3 separate regions of the Ovis aries genome follow, and regions 2 and 3 are each linked to region 1. Evidence: chromatin contacts called from public Hi-C data. All regions are on one chromosome and are shown on one strand. The core of a region is the stretch at or near the end of the contact, and the rest is flanking DNA. Distances in the headings are between cores, read along the strand shown.

Region 1 (4,772 bases), core at 953-3,452:
TTCTTTGTATCAGGTGGCCAAAGGACTGGAGCTTCAGCTTCAGCATCAGTCCTTCCAATGAATATTCAGGGTTGATTTCTTTAAGGAACGACTAGTTTGATCTCCTTGCTGTCCAAGGGATTCTCAAGTGTTTTCTGTAGCACTACAGTTCGAAAGCCTCAGTTCTTCAGGGCTCAGCCTTCTTTATGGTCCAATGCTCACATCTGTACATAACTACCAGAAAAACCATAGCTTTGACTACATGGACCTTTGTTGGTAAAGTGATGTCTCTGCTTTTTAATATGCTGTCTAGGTTTGTCATAGCTTTTCTTCCAAGGAGCAAGCATCTTTAACTTTTATGGTTGCAGTTACCATACACAGTGATTTTGGAACCCAAGAAAAGAAATTCTGCCATAGTTTCCATTGTTTCCCCATCTACTTGCCATAAAGTGATGGAACCAGATGCCATGATCTCAGTTTTCTGAATGTTGAGTTTTAAGCCAGCTTTTTCACTCTCCTCTTTAACCTTCATCAAGAGGCTCTTTAGTTCCTCTTCGCTTTCTGCCATAAGGGTGATATCATCTGCACATCTGAGGCTTTTGGTAATTCTCCTGGCAATCTTGATTCCAGCTTGGGCTTCATCTAGCCCAGCATTTCACATGATGTACTCTGCATAGAAGTTAAATAAGTAGAGTGACAATCTACAGCCTTGACGTACTCCTTTCCCAATTTGGAACCAGTCTGTTGTTCCATGTCCAGTTCTAACTGTTGCTTCTTGACCCGCACACAGGTTTCTTTTTTTTTTTTTCGCACACAGGTTTCTGAGGAGGCAGGTAAGGTGGTCTGGTATTCCTATCTCTTTAAGAATTCTCCAGTTTGTTGTGATCCACACAGTCAAAGGCTTTTGTGTAGGTCAATGAAGCAGAAGTAGATGTTTTTCTGGAATTCCCTTGCTTTTTCTATGATCCAGTGGATGCTGGCAATTTGATCTCTGGTTCCTCTGCCTTTTCTAAATCCAGCCTAAACATCTGGAAGTTCTCAGTTCATGTACTGTTGAAGCCTAGCTTGGAGAATTTTGAGCATTACTTTGCTAGCGTGTGAAATGGATGCAATTGTGCAGTAGTTTGTACATTCTTTGGCATTACCCATCTTTGGGACTGGAATGAAAACTGACCTTTTCCAGTCCTGTGGCCACTTCTGAGTTTTCTAAATTTGCCAGTATATTGATTGCAGCTCTTTCACAGCATCATCTTTTAGGATTTGAAACAGCTCAGCTGGAATTCCATCACCTCCACTAGCTTAGTTCCTAATAATGTTTCCTAAGGTCCACTTGACTTCACAGTCCAGAATGTCTGACTCTAGGTGAGTGGCTAATTTTCGTGGCTGTAATAAAGCTGGGTTAAAATGCCCGGGTGCTGTGGCAATAACCAAATCTCGATCAAACACGGGTCAGGTTAGTGGGTGTGAAAGCTCGTACTTCTGAAAGACAACTGTGCTGTCCACACTCAGGTGGAGTTCAAGTCCCAAAGGCCTTCAGAGGAGGAGAAATGTAGGCCCTCCAATGAGAAAGGGATGCCGTGGGAAGACCTTCATGTCTGCGAAGGGGTTGACCGGGCGAACAGGAGGATTTATCAGCCCTACTAAGGGTCTTGCAGCCCTACTGTGCGTCTGGGCCTGTGTGGGAAGACAGGTTACCAGGGGCGTGCGCGGCTCCCGCTGCCTTCTCCGGCTCCGGGATGGAGTTCCCCGTCCGGCTGGCGGTGGGCGCGCGCCCCGCCAGGCCGAGCCGAGCCTCGTGCGCAGCCGGGGGTCCCGCGGCCTGGCCGCCCGCTCTCCCTGCTCTGTGGCCGCAGTCCGCGGAGGTCGGCGCTGCCCGCTCGGGGTCCGGACGGCCCAGCCCGCCCCCGCCCCGCCCGGCCGCCGCCGGTCCCGCTAGGAGGGGGATGGGGAGGGTGGAGAGGCCGGCGGACCGCGAGGCACACGCGGCCGCGGCGAGCGGGCCGGCAGGAGACAGACGGCGCGGAGGCGGAGACGGTACTGTCTCCTGCTTCCCCGCCCGGCGCTGCGGACCCGCCAGCGAGGCCGGGGATCCCCTGCGGGCTGGGGAGGAGCCGCCGCCGCCAGGCCGACTGCGCGTCCCGGGAGCGTGGAAGGGGGCGGGGAGCGCGGGGAGTCCGGGCCGATCCGGGCCCTTAAAGCATCTCGCCCTCCCCCGCCGACCCCGGGCGCCTGCCGCCTCACTCCAGAGCCGCGGCCGCAGGTAAAGGCTGACCCGGTGCTGCGGCGTCCGGCGAAGTTCGGGGCGGAGGCGCGGGCGGGAGGACGGGACGCTGGAACGGGATGTCCTCGATCCCCGCCGTCGGCGCCCTCTCCAGGGTCGCGCTGGGCACGGCGGCGTCCGGCGCTGCCGGGGGTGGGCGCGGGACGGCGGCCCCAGCCGAGCCGTCGGCTTCCTGGTGCCCCGCGCTGTGGTGCGCTGCCGCGGCGGGGTTGGGGAGGCGGGGTCCGCGGGCAGGTTGTGTGGGACCTGCCGGAGTTTGCGGGGCGGGAGGACCCTGGACCCCGCGCTTCCGGGTGTTGAGCGCGCTGCGCCGGGCGCCGGCTGCAGGGGCTCCCGCTGGTCCCGGCGCCACTGGCCCCTAGGCTGCGCCCGGAGCCCGCAAGAAGCGGGCGTGGGCAGGATTTCTGTGACCCTCGCGGCGGAATAAACAGGAAGCGACGAGCACCCAGCCCGGCCGCCCCGCTTTGTCGTGCGGTCTGCGGGGCGCCGCGCGCGGGACCCCTCCCGGGACCTCGCCCGCTGCCCGGGGGCTGGGCGCGCCGGGTAAGCTGGGTGCTGGGCCGCTCGCCGTGCTGGCCCCCAGAGCATCAGCTTGGTTTTAAACTTTTTTCCTAATTGGAAAAGGAAGAGGCTTCCGATGAGGCGGGGGGCAAGGGGGTTTAGGAAGACAACGAGGATCGCGACAGGTGGGGGGCACCTGGAGAAGGTAGGGGTTCGGCCGCTTGCCTAGTGAACACGGGAGGGTTTTTGCACAGCCGGAAACTCACCAGGCGCAGGAGTGTCCGTGAATGCGGTGGATTCAGTAGCTTAAGTTTTGTTTTCCCCGTAGACTCTTTTAATTAGCTGAAATTGGATATTTTTGATTTGCTTATTTCTCTTCCTCTGTGTCCCATCTATTTTCTTCTCTTTCTCTCTTATTACTTTGGTAGCTTCACATCTCTGGACCCCTGGCTTGTAGTTCGGTGCTGCGTTCTAAATTTTGGGTATTTTTGGGTGCCCTACTGTGTGTGGGCATTGTGGGATGAGGGAAGTGAGCGGCACAGAGTTGGTCCTGGAGCTGGTGTTAGTAGGCTTCTTGCAGTGGAGGTGGCTGGCTTGAAGACTGGTGCATCTCTTCCTTTAAAAGGAAGATTCCTTTGAAAATAGCCCTTCTGCCTGTTGGGCTGACCCTAAGGGTGGTCTCCAGTCCGGGTCCCCTGGAGTGGCACAATGGTCCTGGTGACCCTGCACGGAGAAACTGCCAGGGTGTCCAGTCAGGTCTGCGTTTTCATAGGAGGGTTTAGTCTTTCCAGGGCTTATACTGTGTGTGCTGTCTCCTCTGCACAGCTGCCGTTGGACTCTGCACAGTAATCTTGGAACATGTTCTTTATGTTCAGTGAAGGGTTGTAATGTCAAATTTGAGTCATTCCATGGACTAAGGAGTGGATCTTATCCATGTACATGTATTGAATTATAATATTTGGTTTCCTGTCAACCCTTGGATGGGTGCCCTTTAATGGTCCTTGCAAAGAAGTGCTTTTTGAAACACAGGGTATATTCCTCATGATCTCTTAGAGCTTAATTCTTTTAAGAGCTTCCCTTTGCTATTGACACTGAACACATTGTTAGGAAATAGGCCTGAGATTGTAAATGCCAGTGAGGGATTTGCTGCTGCAGACTTAGTGCTGCCTTCTTACCTTGTTTTAAAAGCCGCCCCCACCCCCCGCCCCCAATTTCTTCATATTTTGCTGTTACCCTGGAAGTCTTGGCTGTTGGTGGAGTCTTCTAGTTGGTGAAGGCTTGTATTTACAATGGAGAAACCTGTCCCTAGCAGGCTTTTAGGGCTGTCTCTCGAATCCTCTCTGGGGCTGTTTGCATGACCACAGTCTTGCAGAGGAACCTGGCCTGTGGCACCTGCTTACTAAAGGATTTTGTGCCAGTTTGGTGGCCTATTGTTTGAAAGTCAGAGTCTCCCACCCCCGCTTGCCAGAGTATATACATATACAGACAAATTTCATTACCCACCTCCCCTCCCCCCAGACTGCTGACAGTGCTCTAAGAATAGTTTTCTTGCCTGGCACTGAGAGCAGTATCCACCCGCCTGCAGAGGTGTTTACAGTCCTGGGCTGCAGCCCTGGTTGGCTTAGTGGCCTAGCAGAGCAACCGGTGGCTCGTGGGATGCAATGGGCTGTTCCTTGGGGCTGCTGGAAGGGCACCTCCCAACTGGACAGGGGAGCCTAGGGAAGTGACAGTGAGTTAGCATCTTGGGCGCTGTGGTTCCCGGCCTGTGGCCCAGCAGAGACCCCTGAGCTTGTCTGGATCCCTGTGCAGTCACCCTCATGGTCTGGGCAGGAGGTACTCAGGGGGTGGGGCATGGTCAGTGGCACCCATGACTGGTTGGGTCTTCCTGGTGGCCCTTGCAAGTTTTTTTTCCATCTTTCTTCTGCGTCTGGGCTTATGATGTTTCTGTGAGGTGTCTGTTCTTTGAGGTGAGAGTTAGTACAGAAAAAAGAAATGAAATGATCTTTCCATG
Region 2 (4,772 bases), core at 1,577-4,076, 120 kb after region 1:
TCCATTCTTCTTGTGTCCTGAGAATGAACAACAGAGGGGAAACTAGATGGTTTTTGCATCTTCCTGCCTGGAAAGGAAAATATCAGAGATGAAAACATCTTGTAGCACAGGATCTCTGGAGAAGGAAGAATCAGAGCTCCAGGCAGTGAACGGGCTGACCTCCCAGAGTTGCTCTCAGAAGATCTTCCCAGGCATCCTCAAGGCACTGCTGTCTTTCAGAAAGTCTTGTCTTTCCCTGAACTTGCCTGCATCCTGTCAGCTCCATGGAGAGTGTGAATCTCCCCACTTTGGGCAAGCTGAAGGGAGTGATGCCAGCTGACCACAGCCTGGGCGTCTGGAGGGTGAACCCCAACACACTGGTTCTGTCCACATCAGCAGATGTGGTGTACCTGAGTCAGCTCCCCTGGGCTTTCCTGGGGGAATGGGCTGGAATGGGGGTGTGGCCCCCTCCCTGGGGAGAAGCCCTGCCTTAGGTAGACAGCACCTGTCCTGAAGGGGTGCCAGGGCATGTTGCTTCCTTTCTTCACCTCTCCATCTTCACTGTAGTTTCTGTACTTCCTTTACTCATGTATTCTAAAAATGGGAGAAAAAGGAACTTGACCTAAACCTCTGACCCTTTTCTCCTTAGATCCTGAAGAGGAGGGGAGGGCACATGTTGTGGGGAGGCGATGCCAGCCTGGGTGCTGGACTTTAAGGTACTGTTCCTGGGAAGGCGCCCACACTGGCAGGGTCTTCTACCGTCTGGGCTGGAAGCAAGCGGCTCTCCATGTGGCCGGAGGCGGGTGTGGCTGAGCGAGGCAGAGACAGTAATGTCCCTTCTTGAATTTGACAGTTTCCACAGGACAACCAAGAAAATGCAGCCCCTTCCTGTTACATGTGCTTGGGAGATAGAAATGCCAAGTCTGCTCCTTGGGGAGGCGACTGGCCTGGATCTAAGTTCTTAAAAGCCGGTCTGACCTTAGAAGACGTCCTGGGGCACCTTCAACCCCATGAGGCTGCAGAAGCCATGGTGGCTGCCTCCTTAGCCCCTTGTGATTTGGTGTTTGCTCTCATGTCAGGACCTTTAAGCTGGAGTGACAGGGACAGTAGACAGTGCAGGTAGCATCTCCCAGAAAAACCAGGTGCCAGAAATGATTCATGTTCAGATTGTTGAAAAGAACAGGACAGGAAGCTGGAGTGTGCTCTAGAGAAAATGTGTTTGGGTGGTTACCTGTAGAAAATGGTGTCCTGAGTAATAGCAGCACATCCTTTGGGGCTATCTTGTAGAGAGTGTTTCTGTGAGTGTTGGGTTTGTGAGGAGTATAGGGTGCAGCGTATACAGGGAAGGTGGTGTGGGTGCGGGGGTGCAGTATGGTCTCCGTCTAATGCTAACCCACTGGCCTTGAGAAGATCCTCAAGGTTTTGGCAGTTTCTCCAGTGCTGGGTGTGGGACAGCACTGGTGGGTGGTGCCCGGGCAGACCCTGTTGTTGGGGTTGGAGTGTCTTAGAGAACTGTCTTTCCCAAGCAGCCTAACAGGTGGGGGAATTGGGAATTGGTCACGAAAAGCCAGCTTACCTGGAGATAAAGGCTGATTTTAAGGAGTAGTACTGGAGAGGTAAATTGGGGTCAGATTCTAGAAAATCAGGATATAAGGTGTTTTCAAACAGTTTTTATTCTCTTTTCTGAAGGAACTCATTGAAGGTTTTTGAAAAAGATTCATTTATTAATTTGACTTTTGGCTGCACCAGGTCTTCTTGGCGGCAGGGTCTTTCTCTAGTTGTGATGCACGGGCTTCTCACTGCAGTGGCTTCTCTTGTTATGGAGCACGGGCTCAGTAGCTGTGGCTCCCAGGCTCTTGAGTGCAGGTTCAGTAATTGAGGCACATGGTCTTAGTTGCCCAAAGACGTGTGGAATCTTCCCAGACCAGGGATCAAACTGGTGTCCCCTGCACTGGCAGGCAGACTCTTAACCACTGGACCACTAGGAAGCCCTATTGAAGATTTTTAAGGAGGCAAGTGAGGCTGAGACGAGGCAGTTAACGTGGGCAAGTGCTAAGGAGCACCAGCTCTGAGCCCATTTTACAGGCAGGGGAACACTATGGAGGGGGAGCCCCTGGAAGGACTAGCCTTGCCCATGGAGCAGGTGGGCTTTAGGTGAACTCGAGCTGCCTAAGGAGATGTAGCAGTTGGGGGGAGGGATTGGCTTTTCAACAGATTTTGAAAAGAGTCTTATTGCTATGATGATTATCACAATAAAATTTTGAAAGGAGTGTGTGAAAGCACATCAGAAGATGGGTGGATGGATAGTGAGAGCTGCCCCAGCTCGGGGGAGCCCCCTGCCTGCCTGCCCCTGGCAGTCTACGAGGCTTCCACATGCTGCAGCTACCAAGGCAGCTTGAAGTGGGCTTCACGGCCCCTTCCTGTTCTTGCTGAGAGGATGGCATGGAGGAAACCCCAGCAGTTTACAGATTTACAGCCACCAGGACAGGCTGATGCGGGGGTCTGTGTGTGACCCAGGGTGTGTGAAGGGATGCAGGAGGCCAGTGCTGCTGCCCTCATGGTTCAGGGAGACTGGGGGGTGGGGAGCAGGATGAGAGAGAGACTCTTTTTCTCCCAAACCTGGTAACATGGTTTCAGCGAAACCCTGACTTTCCCATCTCCAGCCTTACCCAGGTACGATGGACTAAGTGTAAATATTAATGAGCACAACAACAATAAAACTGGCAGCAGCGCGAATGAATGTGGTCTCCTGCAGTAGAAATATTTACCCGATATGTCCTGCCAATGAGAGAGATTTTGGCATTAAACCTAGACATTACCTCACTCTCCTGGGCAGACAGCCGACTTCAGTGCTAAGCAAGTCTGCAGAGTGAAGAGCTGCGTGTACCTGCCTGATTGGCTGCACAGCCCAGACCCTGGTGGGAAGTGATTTCTTTGAGTGTATCTGTCTGTCTGTCTGTCTGGGTCTTGCCCTTAGTTCCTTTCTTTGTTTCTCTAGCCCTCCATAGGCTTGTCATTGTCTATTTTCAAATTGCTGGGTTTTGTGTTTGTTTTTGTTAATCTTGAAGGGCACGTTGTGAAAAGGTCTGCCAGCCAGGTGGGCAGGTATTAATACACACGGAAACCTGAAAGGTCAGAATTATCAGGAAGAAAAGTGAGGAACCTGTGTGTGTGTGCGTGTGTGTGTGTGCAAATGTCCCCACACACAGGCTCACATGCCCTTCTTACTTATTAAGAGCCAGGAACTGGTGAATGAAACAGGTTTCTTGTTTTGTTGTGGTTTGTTTTAATTCATGATTAGTACAAGGGGATGTTCCACAGTAAAGGATGTTTTAGTTCAAGATTAATGGCAACTAAAATAATATTTTGAAACATTTGAAATTATACTGAAAATGCGGTTTTTGACGCTTCTAACCTAAGAAAACATACTTGAAACCATCTATTCCACTGGCCTCAGATCTCTTTGAAATTAGTATTACATATAGTATAGAAGTTATGGGTCAGCACAGGAGACAGATCTGGGCTGGAAAGTAAAGTCTTTGAGTTGAGAGTACTGGGAAGGCTTTGAGTTGTCACTGAAGTACCAAATATTCTTCCATAAGTTTCCATATAGGTTGTGGAGAACCACGCTGTCCGTCTACTGCTGAGACCAAGTCACCCTTTATTTTCCTTATATCTTGACTCTCAGTTTCACGTCGTTTAGGTTTTGTGCTGTTACTACTGAGTGACTTAGTTTTATCAGTTGGTTTAAAGTAAGAAGTGCTTCCGTTTTCCTGTCTAATCTGTTCTTGAGCACTGGCTGTACCAGGCTAGTCCTTGCTCCCAGGATCAGCTTATTTGGTAGCCTTGTTGTGATGCAGAACAAATGGGCCTCTGGTGCCACCACCAGGCAGCCCCTCTCGGTGGAACATTATCCACAAAAGGTAGAAAGTCTCAACACCAGAGCAGTTTCATACTGTGTAGATGATACTGTGCTTAACAGTGTGTCTGCACTTGATGGCCCTGAGGACTGAATTCCACCTAAGAAATCACTGTGGGTGTGTCCTGTGGTGCTGGGGGCCGGGCACCAGCTGGAAGTCCCTGCTGGTCCTTGTCTACATCATTCAGGGGAGGCTTACCCACAGTGGAAAGGGGTGGTGATGTGACGTTAGCCCAAAGCCATAGCCAGCTTCTTTATCGGGGGCAAAGATAGCTTTACTTCTTTGAATGAGCCCAAGTTCATAAAAACCCAGCATTGAATCCTAGGGTGCTTTTGGTTTTAGTTTTGGAGTTTCAGTAATTTCAGGGTCCCCAGGAAAACATATTCCTGTAAACTTCACTGGTCATAGAGAAACATTACCAATGCCACTGAATGTTAACGTTCAGGGCTGAAGAAGTGTGACAGAGGCAGGTGGATGGGAGTGGAATAAGGACATTTGTTCAAGGAGTGCAGTGGTCAAGCAGCCAGATGACCTTGTTAAACTGGGCCGATCTCACCCCAGATTTTGATGCCTATCACTTGGAGAGTGGTTTTATGTTCATGGAGAAGACTTGGCTGCTGGCAGGCTTGGCAGAAGCAGGGCAGAGGCGTGTTCATTGGTGTAATAACTTTAATAGCAGTAGTGCTTGTGAACATCCTGGCTTCCTAGTCACTCAGCAAAGCCCTTTTTGCTCCTGAGTTCTTACCAGGTGGGGCATGCTTGGCCCCAGGCCAGGACCAGTGGATCCCATCCAGTGTGGGGACAGCAGAAGGAGCCCTTGATCAGGAGCTCTGAGATGCCCCCATCAAGTCTGCTGGCTGGAAAGCAAAATGA
Region 3 (4,772 bases), core at 1,254-3,753, 77 kb after region 1:
ATGGCTGCAGTCACCATTTGCAGAGATATTGGAGCCCAAGAAAATCAAGTCTGTCACTGTTTCCATTGTTTCCCCATCTGTTTGCCATGAAGTGATGGGATTGAATGCCATGATCTCAGTTTTCTGAATGTTGAGTTTTAAGCCAGCTTTTTCACTCTCCTCTTTTACTTTCATCAAGAGGCTCTTTAGTTCCTGTTTGTTTTCTTCCATAAGGGTGGTGTCATCTGCTTATCTGAGGTTATTGATATTTCTCTCGGCAATCTTGATTCCAGCTTGTGCTTCATCCAGCCCAGCTTTTCTTAAGATATACTCTGATATAAGTTAAATAAGCAAGGTGACAATATACAGCCTTGATGTACTCAAAGATATTGATAATGATATTGCTAATCTAAATAATATTGTTTTTAATTTCAAATTGTACTTGCTTATTGCTGGTACTGAAAAAATGACTGACTATTTTATATTAACCTTATTCCTGCCACCTTGCTATAATCGCTGTTTCAAGAGTTTTTCATCTTTCTTAAAATTTTCTACATAGACAATGTCCTCTGCAAAGACAATTTTATTTTTTCTGTCCCAGTCTGTTTACCTTCCCCCGCCCCCTCTTTTTGGGTCTTGCTAAATTAGCTAGAACTTCCAGTACAGTTTTGGAAGGGAGCGTTGAGAGAAGACATCCTTGCCTTGTTCCTGATGTTAGCAGGAAAGGCAGTTTATCACCATTAAGTATGATGTTAGCTGCAGATTTCCTGTAGATGTTCTGTATTAAATTGAGGAAGTTCCTCTCTATTCCTAGTATGGTGAGAATGAGTTGAAATTTGCTTCATGGCCTCATCTGAAAATATTTTAAACTGGTGAATTAAGTTTACTTAACTTTGTATTTAAGCTCATTATTGATTTGATAGATATATTTTGTCTAAATCTGTTCCGTTATATGTTTTTATGTTTTCTTTAAGTCTTTTTCATTATGTGACATGTTTATTTATGCTCATATGTTTGGCCTAAATTCTGTCATGCTGTTTTATGTTTTCTGTTAAAAAATTGTAAGTCTCTTATTATGGGGTCTTTTAAGAAATTTGATTTTTTTTTTTTTTGATACTCTAAATTGTACCTTTTTTGGTACAATTGATGTCTTTTGATTCTCAGCCACTAGGCAGTGGCATTGCCCTGTCCCCTGCCATCTTTTTCCACTTTCCTGCATAGTCATTTTTGTCAATTGTATCATTTTTACATTATCACATGATAAAATTTACGTTTGGCTTATCACTTTGATCTTTATATTTGTTGTAATCTTAGTTCTACAGTGAAATGAATTCAGTTGCCAGTTCTTTTGGCTTTGATTCTCCAGTTGTCTTTTGGATTCAAGGGAACCATAGTTTCTGAGTTCCAGTGTGTTCAGGACTATTAGTCTGTGGTCATTATACTTGAAGGAATGCCAGACTGGATATGAAATCCTTTACTCACACTTTGCTTCAATATTGTAAGAATTTTGAAGTTTTATTCCACTGATATATGGCATTGCATATTACTGTGAAGAAATATGAGGCCAGATTAATGCTTTTACCTCTGATATGTGCCTTGATTTCTTTCTTTTTGCCTAGCGCAAGGAGTTGTTTATTATTTTGAAAGTCCAAACTTAGTAAGTCCAATTTTACTAGATTTTACTGCATGCTGACCATTCTGGATCAGTTTCCTTGTCACATGGGGTGCCCTGTGTAGCCTTTCATTACATAGATTGAAGTCTCCTAGTTCCACTGAAAATGGAGTTTGAAATTCCATACAAGTTGTTTTCATTGTCTTTTTGATATCCAGATGAGATAGGAAGTCATTCTGTTGTTTATTTGATTCTGGGTAAGGAAAGTAGTTTCCCAGAGGTTAAGTAACTTGATCCTTGTCAGCCAGCGAAATGCAGAGTGAGGATTCAAAACCGAGTTTAAAAGCTTATGTTCTGTTACTTATACATACCATGGTGTTTCTTCAGGGCTGGGAATACAGTCACAGGAGAGCATAGTTGTATGATCAAAGGAACCTTGGTCTCACTGGATATTTGTCATAGAGGTGGGTACATCTTAAGCAGCAAGTGATGTCCTGAAACATTGATGGACCACTAGGAACTTCATGATCTTTTACAGCCTCCAAGTTTCCTCGTTTCTTACTGCCCTGTACCCTCTTCTTTCATTTTTTCCTTTCTTCTGTGTGACCCAAAAAGGAGACGATAGGTAGATAAAGTTTCTATTCTCATTTTTTATTTTCTTTTGATTTTTTTCCTTTTTAGAACTGGACTCATTAATGTAATATGTGTTCTCCTTTTGTTTTGTTAAAGGGGACCTCTAGTCAGATTTTCTGTGAAGCTGAGGGATAAGTGGGTAAAATCAAGTTTCTTTTCTTATCTGTTTTCACAAGTTTAGAGTGGTTGAGTTTCCTGAAACAGATCTAAAACCAGTAACTGCTGTTGTTGACTCTGACAGTCTCCTCAGCCCTGAACATTGCTGTGCCCTTCTTGAATACAGTGTTGGTGGATTTGTTTGTGAATGTTTCTGAGAGTATAAAGGTTACTCTCACACATATGTTTACTCTGTGAAGATAAGATTCTGGTGAAAATAGAATTGAACTGAACTGTGCCATGTTCTCCATCTTAGTATTTCTGTGAAGAACAGTCTAGTTTTCAGAGATTATTGGTAGCTATTACTCTAGTAAAAAAAAAAAAGGCTTGATTGCTAACAGTTAAGGTCATTGTGGGTCAGATTTAGTTGCTTATACATACAGGTCTTGTATATAAATTCTGACTTGTGTGTTTTTCTGGTTTTACCTGGGAAGATTTGTGAGAGACCCAGGGTGGAGAGTAGACAGGGCAAATGATGGTGCTTCAAAATGATGTATCCCATTGACTATTTCCTCTGAAGAGGACAACGGTGAGTCTAAGGGATTATTAATAATATTATTTTTGTGAATATGTGTTTGGGATTGGACGAGGGAGAAGACACATTTTTTTAAAGAATTCATAACATAATTTAAATTTTTGTTTGTGCTTAATTTATAATACCTGTGGCATAGCTGTGACATAGCTCTGTATATCCGTAGGCAAGAGGGAGGCATTTGAAATTTTATTTCCCATGTTTCAGGGACTATTTTCTATTGCAACTGAGAATAATATTCACTGATCAAAATGATGGCTTTTAAAAAATTAATGGCATTATATAGTGAACATTCCATCTCTTTGAATCTGTTTTCCTTTTATATATCTATTTCTTGAGTTTTGTGTCCTTTTCATATGTAAAGGTAAAAAGTTAGCATTAAAAACACAATTAAAACTATATATGGCTAGAATAGAGTGCCAAAGTGTAACGCTGATACTCTTTTTTGAGAAGTAATGAAACAAGAAGGTTTTTTCTAAGGTGATCATAAAAGTTTATGAAAACACTTTAAAAATAAACTTTTAAAAGTGAAATAAAGATCACTCAGTCTTAACGTGTTTTAAATTGTTAACTTTTAACATTGTGATTACATATACATAACAGAATTTACCATTTTAACTAATTTTGATTGTATAACTTCATTACATTATGTACATCCACAGAGTTGTGCAACTGTCCCTCTGCAGAACTTTTCTTCTTCCCATGAGACACAGTTTCCATTCAGCATTAAGTCCTCCTTCCTTCCTCCACTAACCTCTTGGCAACCACCATTCTGCTTTTGTTTTTTGAATTTGACTACTCATCTGAGTGGAATCATGGTATTTGTCGTGTGTTTGGTTTGTTTTACTTAGTGTAATGTCTTCAAGGTTTATCCGTGTTGTACCAAATGTTAGAATTTCCTTCATTTTTAAGGCTGAATAATACTCTGTTGTGTGTTTATCCTGTTTTGTTTATCCCTTCATCCTTTGAGGGGCACTTGAGTTGTTTCTACCTTTTGGTTACTGTAAATAATGCTGCTGTGAACATTGCTGTAAATATATTTGTTCAAGTTACTGCTTATACCCCGAAGTCAAATTGCTGGAGGATATGATAATTCTTTTTAATTTTTTGAAGAAAAAAAATCTGTTTTCCAAGGCAGCTATACCATTATTTATTCCTACCAGCCTATTTCTACATGTCCTTGCTAACACTTGTTACTTTCTATTTCATTGTTTTCTTTTTGATGATAACCAGTCCATGGATGGTGCATTAGTGTCTCCTCGTGGTTTTGATTTGCATTTTCTGAATGATTTGTGACATTGAACATCTTTTTATGTGCTTATTTGCTCTCTCCTTTGAAGAAATGTCTCCTCAAGTGCTTTGTTCATATTTTAATCAGATTGTTTGCTTTTTAAAATTTTAAGTTGTAGGTGTTCTTTATAAATATATATTTTGAATATTGTTAAAAAAAAACAACAGGGCTAAAGTGGAGGAACTGAAAGTGGAGCCACTTGTGCAAAGTTCACATCACCAAACCAAGACCTAATACCTAACTTTATTACAGTTTCAGCCTCTCCCACCTGTGGAGTCTAGGCAATTTGGAATTACTTGAGGTAATCTGACCAATAGACCCCTGCACCCCTAAAGGAAGGTGACCGTGTCACAGACAATCCACTCCGCTGTAGCTTCCTTGCTCCATCCCATTCTGCATGTAAATGTCTTTCATGCTGTGTAGCTTGTCTGAGCTCCTTTCTGTCTTGTTAGATGGGGTGTTTCCCAGTTCATGAGTTCTTGAATAGAGCCCATAAGACATTTTAAAATTTACTGTGTTGAATTTTGTTCTTAGTATAAATCTCTTATCAGATACGTTATTTGCAGTGT

What was found. A called contact is a pair of places that touch in the nucleus more often than the background predicts.
Region 2: a contact with region 1 is called in a Hi-C map of hypothalamus, with 7 times the contacts expected there. The contact joins the enhancer-like site here to the promoter of LDLRAD4 in region 1. A contact is called at or near these places in 8 of 16 Hi-C or Micro-C datasets (blood, hypothalamus, liver and 4 more).
Region 3: a contact with region 1 is called in a Hi-C map of liver, with 4 times the contacts expected there. The contact joins the enhancer-like site here to the promoter of LDLRAD4 in region 1. A contact is called at or near these places in 2 of 16 Hi-C or Micro-C datasets (liver and mixed tissues).

The regions. Positions count from the first base shown.
Region 1 is chr23:43,796,761-43,801,532 of ARS-UI_Ramb_v3.0, forward strand. LDLRAD4 (low density lipoprotein receptor class A domain containing 4) reads left to right here and starts at 2,203. Exons shown (of 9, transcript XM_060405482.1): 1 at 2,203-2,239.
Region 2 is chr23:43,916,360-43,921,131 of ARS-UI_Ramb_v3.0, forward strand. All of the region lies in intron 5 of LDLRAD4 (low density lipoprotein receptor class A domain containing 4), which reads left to right. Among named protein-coding and RNA genes, the nearest start is that of FAM210A, 57 kb to the right of the region's middle. Within about 2 kb of position 2,827, at least 22 of the 54 cell types and tissues checked have an H3K27ac peak or open chromatin away from gene starts, as enhancers often do. A contact at or near this core is called in hypothalamus and liver, where this site is marked.
Region 3 is chr23:43,873,773-43,878,544 of ARS-UI_Ramb_v3.0, forward strand. All of the region lies in intron 3 of LDLRAD4 (low density lipoprotein receptor class A domain containing 4), which reads left to right. Among named protein-coding and RNA genes, the nearest start is that of LDLRAD4, 77 kb to the left of the region's middle. Within about 2 kb of position 2,504, at least 5 of the 54 cell types and tissues checked have an H3K27ac peak or open chromatin away from gene starts, as enhancers often do. A contact at or near this core is called in liver, where this site is marked.